Linked DNA regions of Hordeum vulgare: region 1 is linked to region 2. The links are chromatin contacts, called in public Hi-C maps. All regions are on one chromosome and are shown on one strand. The core of a region is the stretch at or near the end of the contact, and the rest is flanking DNA. Distances in the headings are between cores, read along the strand shown.

Region 1 (5,538 bases), core at 647-3,146, 200 kb before region 2:
GGTGGGTTCGTTCATGGGCGGGCCCAGCGGGAGGAAGGTTTTTCTGGTTTTGTGAGGTTTCCGGAAGCTTCCTAGATGGTTTTTTCAGGCCTTATTTTTCTTCTATTTTTGTTTCTTTTCTTTACTCTTTTTATTACTTTTTCATTTTCATTTTATTTTTAGATAATTTTTGTTTAACCTTTTTGAAACAAAAAACATTTTTCCATATCAATGAACACTTTTCAAAATTTTATGGATTTTTTATTAAAATTCCATGAAATATTTTGAATATCGATTATCATTTTGCAAATTTTGATGTTTTTTTTGAAATTTGATGAACTTTATTATTAAGTGGATGAAATTTTTTAAAAAATGATGAACTTTTTAAAGATTTGTGAACTCTATTTTCAGTTCAATAAACTTATAAAAACTTTTTTAAAATTCATGAACTAGTTTTCAAAATCCGTAAAATTTTTAATTTTTTTGACTTTCTTTAGATGACAGTGAATTTTTTTAAATTTGTGAAATTTTCTTTAAAAATTTGTGAACAATTTTTCGCTTTTGGTAACTTTTTTGTGTTCACTTTTTTTTGGGTTATTCTATAAAAAGTTCCATCCTGAAACTGGGCCGGCCCATTTTGCAGGGCTTGTGGGCGCTGGTTCTTCTGCACGGGCTTCCAATAGGCGACCTGAAGCAGTGAGTTAGCTAACTCTGAATTCTGCACAGTAGAGCACTGCAGTTAATGTTGTCCGAGGACACACATTGCATGCAGTCTGAGTCCTGTACCAGTACCACATCAGATTCACACTATGAAGCAAATCGCAATCTTCTTGCAGGAGGGGCGGTGAATTTTTTCCATGCCGGCGCCATGGACAGGATCGACCGTGCATGTCTTTACCCTATCTCTAATTCTCTATTAGCTATACTAATTTCTGAGGCAGCAGCAGTTCACCGAGAACTCCTACGTGATTAGATCTACCTATCACGGATGGGGTGTCGATCAAGGATTGGGTGCGCGGCCTTTACCAGATTCCTCGGCGGGCAGACCATTTGGTACGTGATCGTCGATTCCAACCGCGTGTCAAATCCAGCAGAGAAGCCAGTGGAGAGTTGCACGGATGAGTACCATCCTTGTCGCCTCACTAGCAACATCGATCGGTCTCGCCGCTGCCAAACCTGCCTGAGCTGGCAAAAGCTGCTCGCTTGCCCGCGCGGCCTCTGGACTCGAGCGAATTGTCTCTGAATGAAGAGGACGCTGCCAGGCAGAATCGCATGCAGGCCAGACCCCTCTCGTGATCCATATAGGCCGGGTGCTTGCATGCCACAACCTGCAGCGCAGTGTACATCAGTGACGTTCACAGGCAACACGCTGAGCACAGTGCTATGCTGCTACTACTAGTCTACACTGTCGTCTGGTGCACTGCTTGACACCGGGATTCAGAAGAAACCAAGAAGCAGAAAACGTCTCTAGACTTCTTCACAGCTCAGATTAGACTCTCTCTCGTGCACTCCTCGTGATAATCAAGGGTCATATATGAGATCAGCAGATGCATACATACCATCTCATGGATGATGCATAGCAGCCAGGCCAGGAGCATTGTGAGCTGAGCTGGCTCGCCCCCATCACATGGATCATGGATGGACGTAATATTCCCTGCGTCGCTCTCGTCCTTCGAGACATCCGCATGCGGTAGCGGCAGCGGCATCGTTTTGTTTGTTCGATCGTTCGGTCGGTTCGCCTCCACTCCAAGAGATATTCCTGTCTTGCTCCAACTGATGAGTGATCACGAGAGCATAGTAGGCGCATCAGGTTCGCGTGCCCTCCAGAACGCAATGGCGCCGCCCTTGTTCTCTTCCTCGCTGACAAGCTCGTGCCGCGTCCGCGTCGTCGTGGGGTTAGGGTAGACGACAGGTGTGCGGTGTGATGTGTGAAGATGGAGCCAGGGCAGCGTGAGTGTCCAGTGGCTCTCCAATCCGTTCCCATGTCTTCTCGTTGGCTACCCTCCATGATTGTTGGAGCCATCCTTGTTTTGTTGGTACCTAGAGGTGATCATGCGTGCATTGGATTCCTTCATCTCTTTCCTGCCCGCTGCCATTAGCATATGGGACTTGGCTGCATAGCGAATTAGCAGCTGTAGAGGCAAAGTTTCTGCTAGTCCACTACTACAGTGTGGCAGGCTCGCAGGTCGCAGCTAGTTAGAGAGTACTCGATCAACAGTCAAGCAGCTCCAAGCCATGCATATATTTGATGAGGAGCTCAACTGTTTGCTGACGTTAACATGGCTCGATCAGGATTCATCAGGAGTAGTATTGGATCCGACCGAGAAGTACGGCAAGAGAATCCACGGTCGGTCACATGTTTGTGCGCCGTTCTTTCTTAGGTATGATCTTAAGAGAAGATGAACTAATATATATCAACATAATAATATCAATAAACATAAACAACATAATCATTCATATTTAAAATACTAGCAAAAGGGCCCGTGCGTTGCAACGGGAGAAAAAAATACCACACGTTTTTAATATTTTTATAATCATTTTGATTTATTAAAATAATAAGCTAACTAACTAATGTAGTCAGTCCTATCTTATTTTATTTAGAAATCAACCCGTTCATTGTTAATTCCACCATGATGAGAAATTGAGCGGGACAAGCAAAGCAAAACAAAGAGGCTACGTGAATTGATCAATGGACTGTTATCTTATTTCACTCATGGGGTAGAGAATGTGGGATCAGATGACAAACTGAAGGTGGTGTTCCATTCTCTCTCTCTACAACAATGCAATCTTTCATTCAATACATTCATTCATCAGCAAACAAATTCCCACAAAACAAAATTTCTTGCCGGTGCTTGGCACACGGTTGGAGGCATGGGGAGGGGATCTCACCAGATGATGAGTTCCTGCCGGAGGAGGGGATACGATGAGGGGAGCAAGGGTTAGACGCCTCTATCTGGCCATAAGGAGTCGTCGTTGCCGCACCATAACCTCAGAGTTTCCCGTGTGAACCATGGAGGCCCGCCTCCACCTGCAAGTACTTCGCTTCGCCGCACCTTATCCGCGCGCCGCCGCCGTTCTGCATCGAGCAGACACATCATCCCAAGTCGTTGTAGCTGTCACGTTGATTTGATCCAGAAGCTGTGCTCGAGCGCCGAAACGGGGGCAGCAAGTGGGCAGAGGTACGACCGCGGAGGCGGGTGGGTTGAGATCGACAACAGTGGTGGTTGAGGTCGGCCGCGGCGGCGAGTGGTGTGGCAACGGCCTGGGCACAGGCCAGGGTGGACCAGGGTCGACGCGATGCGCTCGAGCGCCGCAATGGGGGCAGTGAGCGGGGAGAGGTACAACCGCGGAGGCGGGTGGGTTGAGATCGGCAGCGGTGGCGGTTGAGGTCGGCCGCGGCGGCGAGTGATGTGGCGGCGGCCTGGGCACAGGCTAGGGTGGCCCAGGGTCGACGGGAGGAGGCGATGCGTACGGGTATAATTTTTGTAGCGATTTTTTTGCGTTGCAGATAAATGATGGAGCGCGGGTTGAATAACAAAAATTAGAGGAGCTTTTTTTTTATAAAAATGTCGTGGTGGGTTTTCCGACGGAAGCAATAGCTGCTTTATTATTAGGTATAGATATGATTCTTAAAAAATGTTATCCCTATTCATTTTATTATAATAGCAATGGCATGACTCCGTCCTTACCACATCAGTATAAATCATGAGCACCTCGGTGTTAAGTCACACAATTGAATCGTATTTCTAAGACGCTTTAATATTTTCAGCCTCACTAAATATATGAGCGTGAATCATGGATATGACATATGGATGGAATAGAATATGGTGGTAGAGATCAAATGGAGTCAAAGTGGAAAAGAATGTCTCACGTCAACTAACGGATCAACGGGCTATGGACAGGGCCGGCCTATACATATTCGGGGCCCTCGGACGAGACGACAATATGGGGCACAAATAAAAATTAAGAGTACTTGATTAGGCGAAGGAGGGAGACGTACCATCTCTGATGTGGTGATGTCTCAAACGTCTATTGATGGGGAACTTTGAGGATGTAATGAGAGGTGACTGGGGAAAAGAATAGCACCATCGGTCTTCATTAATGGATGCACGGGAGCACCACCCCGAATTTGGAAGTGCACGGGAGCGTCGATTGGAGAATTTAGGGGAGGAGCCGAGGAGGCGAGTTTTTTTTGAGGAGCCAAGGAGGCAAGGTGACTGGAGGAGATCGATGGAGTGCTGTAGCAGCGTAGCGAACCAGCGATTGATTTTTTCGGTCTGAAAGTGCTATCTACGTGGTGGGCTTGGGCCTTTTTCCCTCTTATTTTTTGACCTAAAGAAGAAAATATCCTAATACGTATATTGTACTACTATCTGGAACGGGGCCCCTACCTCGGCTCGCCCCGTTGCCTCGGCCTATGGGCCGACTTTGGCTATGGAGATACCCATCAATCAATATCGATGTGAGGAGTAGGGATTGTCATGCAACGAATGCATTAGATCTATAAGTGTATGAAAGCTTAATGAAAGCTAAGTGGGTGTGCATCCAACTTGCTTGCTCATGAAGACCTCGAGCATTTGTGGAAGCCCGTCATCGGAATATACAAACCAAGTTCTATAATAAAAAATTCCCACTATGATATCAAAATGACAACTCATGAGACCTCTATATGAAGAACATGGTGCTCCCTCTGAGCACAAGTGTGGAAAAAGATAGTATCCCTGCCCCTTTTATCTTTTCTCTCATTTCTATTTACCTTTCTTTCTTTTCTTATTATTTATTATTTATTATTTATTATTTTTCTTCTTCTTTTATTTTTCCTCCAGAGTCTCATCCTGACTTGTGGAGGAATCATTGTTTTCATCATCTTTTCCTCACTGAGACGATGCCCTAATAATGAAAATCTTCACATTTCTATTTACTTACGACTCGATACGGTAAACTAATAAACAATATGACTCGATATGAATGCCTCTGGTAGTGTACCAGGATGTGCAAGCATAATGTGCACTGTACCTCTATGGGGGAATCATAGTTTCCACCATCCTTTCCTCATGAAGACAATGATCTAATAAGTATTATCATCACACATTTATTTACTTACAACTCGATATAAAAAATTACAACACAAGATGACTCTATATGAATGCCTCTGCCGGTGTACCAGGTAGGTATTGATGAAAGGTGGCTTTTCCAGAAATACTATGTGAGCTACATGATCATGCAAATCAATATGATGATGAACCCACAAGTCATGTGACGGAAAGGTGGAAGTTGCATGACAATATATCTCAGAATGGCTACGAAAATGCCATGATAGGTAGGTATGGTGGTTATTTTGAGGAAGTTATAGGATGATTTATGTGTGATAGAGCGTATCATATCACAGGGTTTGGATGCATTGGCGAAGGTTGCACCTATCCTCGAGGTGAGAATGGGCAACACATGGTACCGATGAGGCTAACAAATATGAAAAGATGAGAGTGTGCATATCCATGGATTCACATTAGTCATAAAGAACTCATGTACTTATTGCAAATCCTATAAGCTTTCTCTAAG
Region 2 (5,227 bases), core at 2,209-4,708:
TTGGCCATATAATTCGCTCCCAAGCTAAACTAATTTGTTAGAGCATCTCCAACAGCCGCGTAACCGCGGCGCGCTATAAAAACATTTTGCAACTTCAAAATAGCAAATTTTAACGCTTTGAAGAGCGCTGGCTCCAGCCGTCGTCGTAAAAAATTACGCGCGTGAGCTGCTCCAGCAGGCGCTGCAAAAAAAAAAAACGATGCGCGTACAACACAAATAACGTATGACACTCCAATTAAAACCAATTAAAATCAAATAGATAAAAAATAATCAACAATAACTGGTTCAATTTTTGACAAATAGTTTATCTTTAAATACGATAAATAGCTAGGATCATTGCAAGGTCCTCCTCCTCTTTAATATCAAATTCTTCTTTGAAAGAATCATATGATGAACTCATCTATAATATTGAATTTAAACTAGTCTAAAAAAACTACAAAAAACATGCATCGAATTCATGTAAAAAAAGGTGAAGTTGAAGCAATGCATACCTTGCAAGCGTGTTGTCGAACACCTTGTGGGCACCGAGCGATAGTGGGCAGCTGAACGTTGTTCATCGGAGGAATGGAGTGCGCGAGGGGCGGCCACGGGTAGAGAGAGACGAAGGAAGCAGCGGCGGCGCGGGGATATGTCGGGGAAGCGCCTTCAGGTCGACAGAGCAAACGGGGTGGCGCGGGCGGCGGCGCCAGCGCCTGGATTTAGTGGTGGGTGGAAGTCGCCCATGAGTCGTCGATGTCCAGAACGCGGTAGTGCGCGCTTGAAATAAGCGGCGCGTGATACCGTTTCACCCTGTGAGCTCAGCCATTTATGTCGCGCGCGCATTTTTTTCACATTGCCCAAAACGGCTACACATGCAAAAAAACTGTTTTTTTAACGTAGCTGTTGAAGATGTTCTTATGCATCTGCCTTTATCCAGTACTGTTTAAGAGCATCTCTAGCCGATCATTTATACTAAAACTACGAAAGCAGCTTACTATCTACTATTTGTTTTTATGGAAATTAGTATTCCCCGGCTAGCAAATCCCCTATCCTATAATTTTTTATTTCACAAACTATGAAATCTATTGCTCACACCATTGTAACAAATTGATCGTTTCAACACAAACATAGAGAATTTAAATGCATCACATCACAAACATAGAGATCTTGTAGTTACCCGTCCTCTGATTCCTCTTCGCTTGACTCTCATTGATCTCCTCGACCTTATCATCCTGTTCCATCAATTGGTTATAGGGCATATTCATTCTCATTCCCAATGTCATCGAGCCCAAATGTGTGGCTTGAATTCAATTCATTCATGAAAGCTTCGGCATCATTATTCATTTGCTCATTACAATACTAAAGCAAGAACCTAGCAATCAATATCAAACAACGCACCCATATACTAAGAAAATGCAAACAATAAATCGAAAAGAGGAAAAAAAAACATTTGAGGCATTTCATTGAGCATGCCACCGCCGCTTCTTGCAGCTTCTGAATCCATCCTGTCCTCGACCACCAGCTACAGAGGGGTTGCATGTGTGGTAGCAGGAGGCGATGTAACACTTGACGGAGCCGTGCAAGTCAAGGGGGAAGTGAAAAGGTAGCAACATTCTTATTTTTCTCTGCCAGTGTTGTTGTGTCTACCACTGCCTTTTCCGTTGGTCGATGATTCCTATGAGCGTCGCCTGGTCGGTACATTGGTAGTGTCGGAGGGTTTTGCCTACGAGCGTCGTCGATGCTTTCCTATTGGTGAGCTTCGTCCCCTGACACCGCCTTTTCGGTGGTTGTGCCGCTGAATTTGTGGTTATTGGTGGGTCTCCGGCGCTAGTGTTGGTGTCCAAAGGGACAACCTACCTATTTTGCAGGTCATCGAGGAAGGGACGTCCGACGGCAGCGGGGTAGGCAGGTAACGCCAGGGTGATAGGGAGAGGTGCTTGAGGTTTGGTCCACCGAGCATTTGCATACTAAATTTGTGGGAGGGGGCAAGTTTGGGGGGTCGAAACTCAAATTTTGTAAATTTCTAGTTTAGGGGGTCTTCTGCTTGGGCCCTCTTTGACCTAAATGTCGCTTTTACTCCTCAAATTTCAGTTTTAGGGGATCTTCCATAGATGCTCTAAGTTTACACTCTGAGAAGGAGCGGTACTGTGGGAGGTGCTTGTTCCTTGGGGGTAGTGTTTTGCAGAATTTTCAAGTAGAGGGCCACTTTCTTGGTCAACCCGACGATGGGATACTAAGGATTGAAGTTCCTATCACTCGCCATGTTAAATAGAATGTTAGTTGACCTGATGCCCCTCTAATAGCCTTTTTGTTATGGTAATCTAGCTATTCAATTGTTATTTTGGCCCCGGTTTGGATGAAGGGTGGTGTAGCCCTGGGGTGTTGTATGTAATCAGCTTTTGCTGCCTCTTTATTTCCATAAACATCTACTGTTAAGTACGCGTTAGCATTAGGTGGCACCTAGTTTGTTAAAGACTTGTTTTCCTTTTGCATGCACTGGATGATGATGTTCTTTTGTTATCTTCTGATGATGGAACAGAGCCAATGAGTTAATCATATGAAAAAAGAAAGATAGATAATACATACAAACACAGCATCTTCTAAAACACTGGAATCATGCAGCACTAAAACTAAAAAGTAAGTTTCAAAACTAGGTTTTATTCATGAAGGGTTGTAGTGAAACCGCCCCACTAGCTATCCACTCGAATGCATCCAAGGGTTAATTAAGGTGCAACAAAAATAATGGTGGAGATTTTGTCCTCTTAAAACAATAGGTTTATTCTTCTGCTATGACTCTCTTAGTCGGGTTCCAATATCTCTCAGTAATTAAGAGAAATGACACATAGACTCGGGTACATTGTATCCGCGATGAATTCAACAGATTTCACATTTCATATGCAGGTCCTTTTGGTGCCCGACGGTGCTTTTCCCCCAAGACGTACGGGAAGGGGAAACCTTGGTGGAGGCTGGTTTGAACCCCTCCTCTCTTCTTTGGGCAGTCGGGCCGGGAGAGCGATGCGCATGCATTAATCTAGTCGAAAACATTTTGGGGAAGCGCCAGCCCCCATTTCGGAAAGGGAATTAAAGTAAAACCGAAAGTGGACAAGTTGGAAAGGTTGGAATATGCCCCCGTGTACTGTACGTACGTTGTAGGCTTGCTGGCCCGTCCATGGCGGCATGCGTGGCACGGGCCGCGCGGCCCTTTCCCCTCGTCGACGCACGGGTCGCGTGGCTCATTCGCCGCGCGGGCGCCACCACTAACATGGCATGTACGTACGCCGCGCATACGTACACCCACGCACCCGCACCCGCACCCGCACCCACGCGTACAGTCTGGTCGACGGCTCCGGCTCCGGCTCCAACTCATCATTCTTCACTGGAGACACACATGCGCGCGTCTTATTTACGTCGGGATGGCGCGCGCACGTTCGGTGGCGTGTAGGGTTGAGCTCCCCGGCCTCCGGCCGCGCGCGCCGCATGCCATGCCATCAGGTCGTCGGCGCGGCGCGGAGCGGCGCGCGGGCAACGATCGATCGAAGGAGCAGCGACCTATGGTGGTGTGGGATGAGCGCGTACCAAGGACGAGGGAGAGCTCTCGATCGGCCGGAATTCCATCCGTGTATCCGGGGGAAGATCGGCCGGGGCTTGCATGCGGTGTCGAACGCCGATCGATCGGGATGCGTTGTGGTTTCTTTAATCCGAGAGGGACGTACGTACGCGTCTTCTTGTTCTTGGTACTGATTGACTGGGTCGTGGTCTTGGACTGGTGGTGGAGGACCGAGATTTATTGACCTAGTACGTACGGCCGCGGTCTCCGTAGGGAATTGATCAATGACCAGCTGACAACGGCATGCATTGCATAGGATTGGTGTTTGTTGAGCCCCAAATTAAAACCTAATTAATACTCCCCCTTTCTTAAATAATTATATTATACTATAACTATTTTGGTACAGAGAGACTACTCCCTCCGTCCAAGTGTATAGGGCATGCGCGTAGTTCTAGGTCATTAATTTACTATTTAAATATGTATTATATGTAACAAATAATATATCATTATATTCATGTGAAGATGTAGTTTCTGAATATATAATTTTTATCACATATAATATATATTTAGCTAGTTAAATTGATAACCTAGAACTACGCGCATGTCCTATACACTTGGACGGAGGTAGTACTTATTAGAGGGCGGTCTTTGACGTATGAACAGACCCAACTTACAAGTACGCAACAACTGTGTTGTCAGGTTTTCGCCCCGTAGCGAATGTTTCAAGACGAGCATTTGCAATGGGTTTTATGGCGATGAGTTGCCAACTCGCTTTCCTTCTTTCCCTTCTCCTTCTCCATGCTTGTATGAGGCCGCTGAACTTTGTATTTCTATTATAAGAAATTAATTGAAAGAGGGATGCCCGGTTGGGGAAAAGAAAAACTAGACGCACATTTGTATTTGAATCAGGCTGTCTGGCTTTGTTTTCGACCAGATGTTGAGATCACGGGCTCCTGCCAAAGGTGGCACCGTGTCCGGTAATAACCATCTTGCCTCTATATGCTCCTCTATATGGATGAGCTGGTGTCCGGACGTGGTCAGTTCGACCGATCGATCGATAAGCGTGCGCCCCCGTCCAATCCCCAGTGGGAGGCGTCCATCGATCGATCGGCCTCAGCGGTCACAGCTAGGCGTGTACTTGGACCTCGGTCACATGACCGTGTCGACGCATGCCTACGCCATGGGCGCGGGGCGGGGGGGAGCAGAGCTCGCCGTACGCCCGCGCGCGCCCGTCCATGCACGCGCGCGCTCTCGTGACCGCCAGGGCGCTCCGCCATTGGCCGCCCGCCCGGAACCATGCATGCATGCGGCCTCTGCCCCGGCGTACTCCCAATCCAGCGCCCTAGCTCCGCGGATCACATGCATGCATGCGCACTGGCTGACACGCGCTATCGAGGACGGACGGCGGATTCCCTTGCACGCGGATCCTATGAAGGCACGCCGCTCGCCGGAAACCCGGGTGGGAGGGGAATGTGACCCTGCTCTGGGCGCTGCATGCGGCTGCCGTGGCCCATGAGCAGAGCGGCCAGAAACCAGCACGGGAAACTACATTCCATGCCCGTGGCATCCCATCAGCCCTGCGGTGTTTTGGAGGCATGTTTCCGTTCGCTCTGTCCCCGGTGGCAGCGACATTCCGCGCCCGCACTCCCCTATCTATTTTACTGGGGAGCTCGGCCTCGGCCTCGGCCTCGGCTGGAGGCC

What was found. Hi-C and Micro-C count contacts between places; a contact is called where the count stands out from the background.
Region 1: a contact with region 2 is called in a Hi-C map of seedling, with 3 times the contacts expected there. The contact joins the enhancer-like site here to the promoter of LOC123425285 in region 2. A contact is called at or near these places in 2 of 6 Hi-C or Micro-C datasets (leaf and seedling).

Annotation. Positions count from the first base shown.
Region 1 is chr2H:41,976,174-41,981,711 of MorexV3_pseudomolecules_assembly, reverse strand. No RefSeq gene overlaps it. Among protein-coding and RNA genes, the nearest start is that of LOC123425289, 19 kb to the left of the region's middle. Within about 2 kb of position 1,896, at least 2 of the 3 cell types and tissues checked have open chromatin away from gene starts, as enhancers often do. A contact at or near this core is called in seedling, where this site is marked.
Region 2 is chr2H:41,778,585-41,783,811 of MorexV3_pseudomolecules_assembly, reverse strand. LOC123425285 reads right to left here and starts at 3,458. Exons shown (of 6, transcript XM_045108966.1): 1 at 3,282-3,458; 2 at 1,138-1,211. The coding sequence starts at 3,458.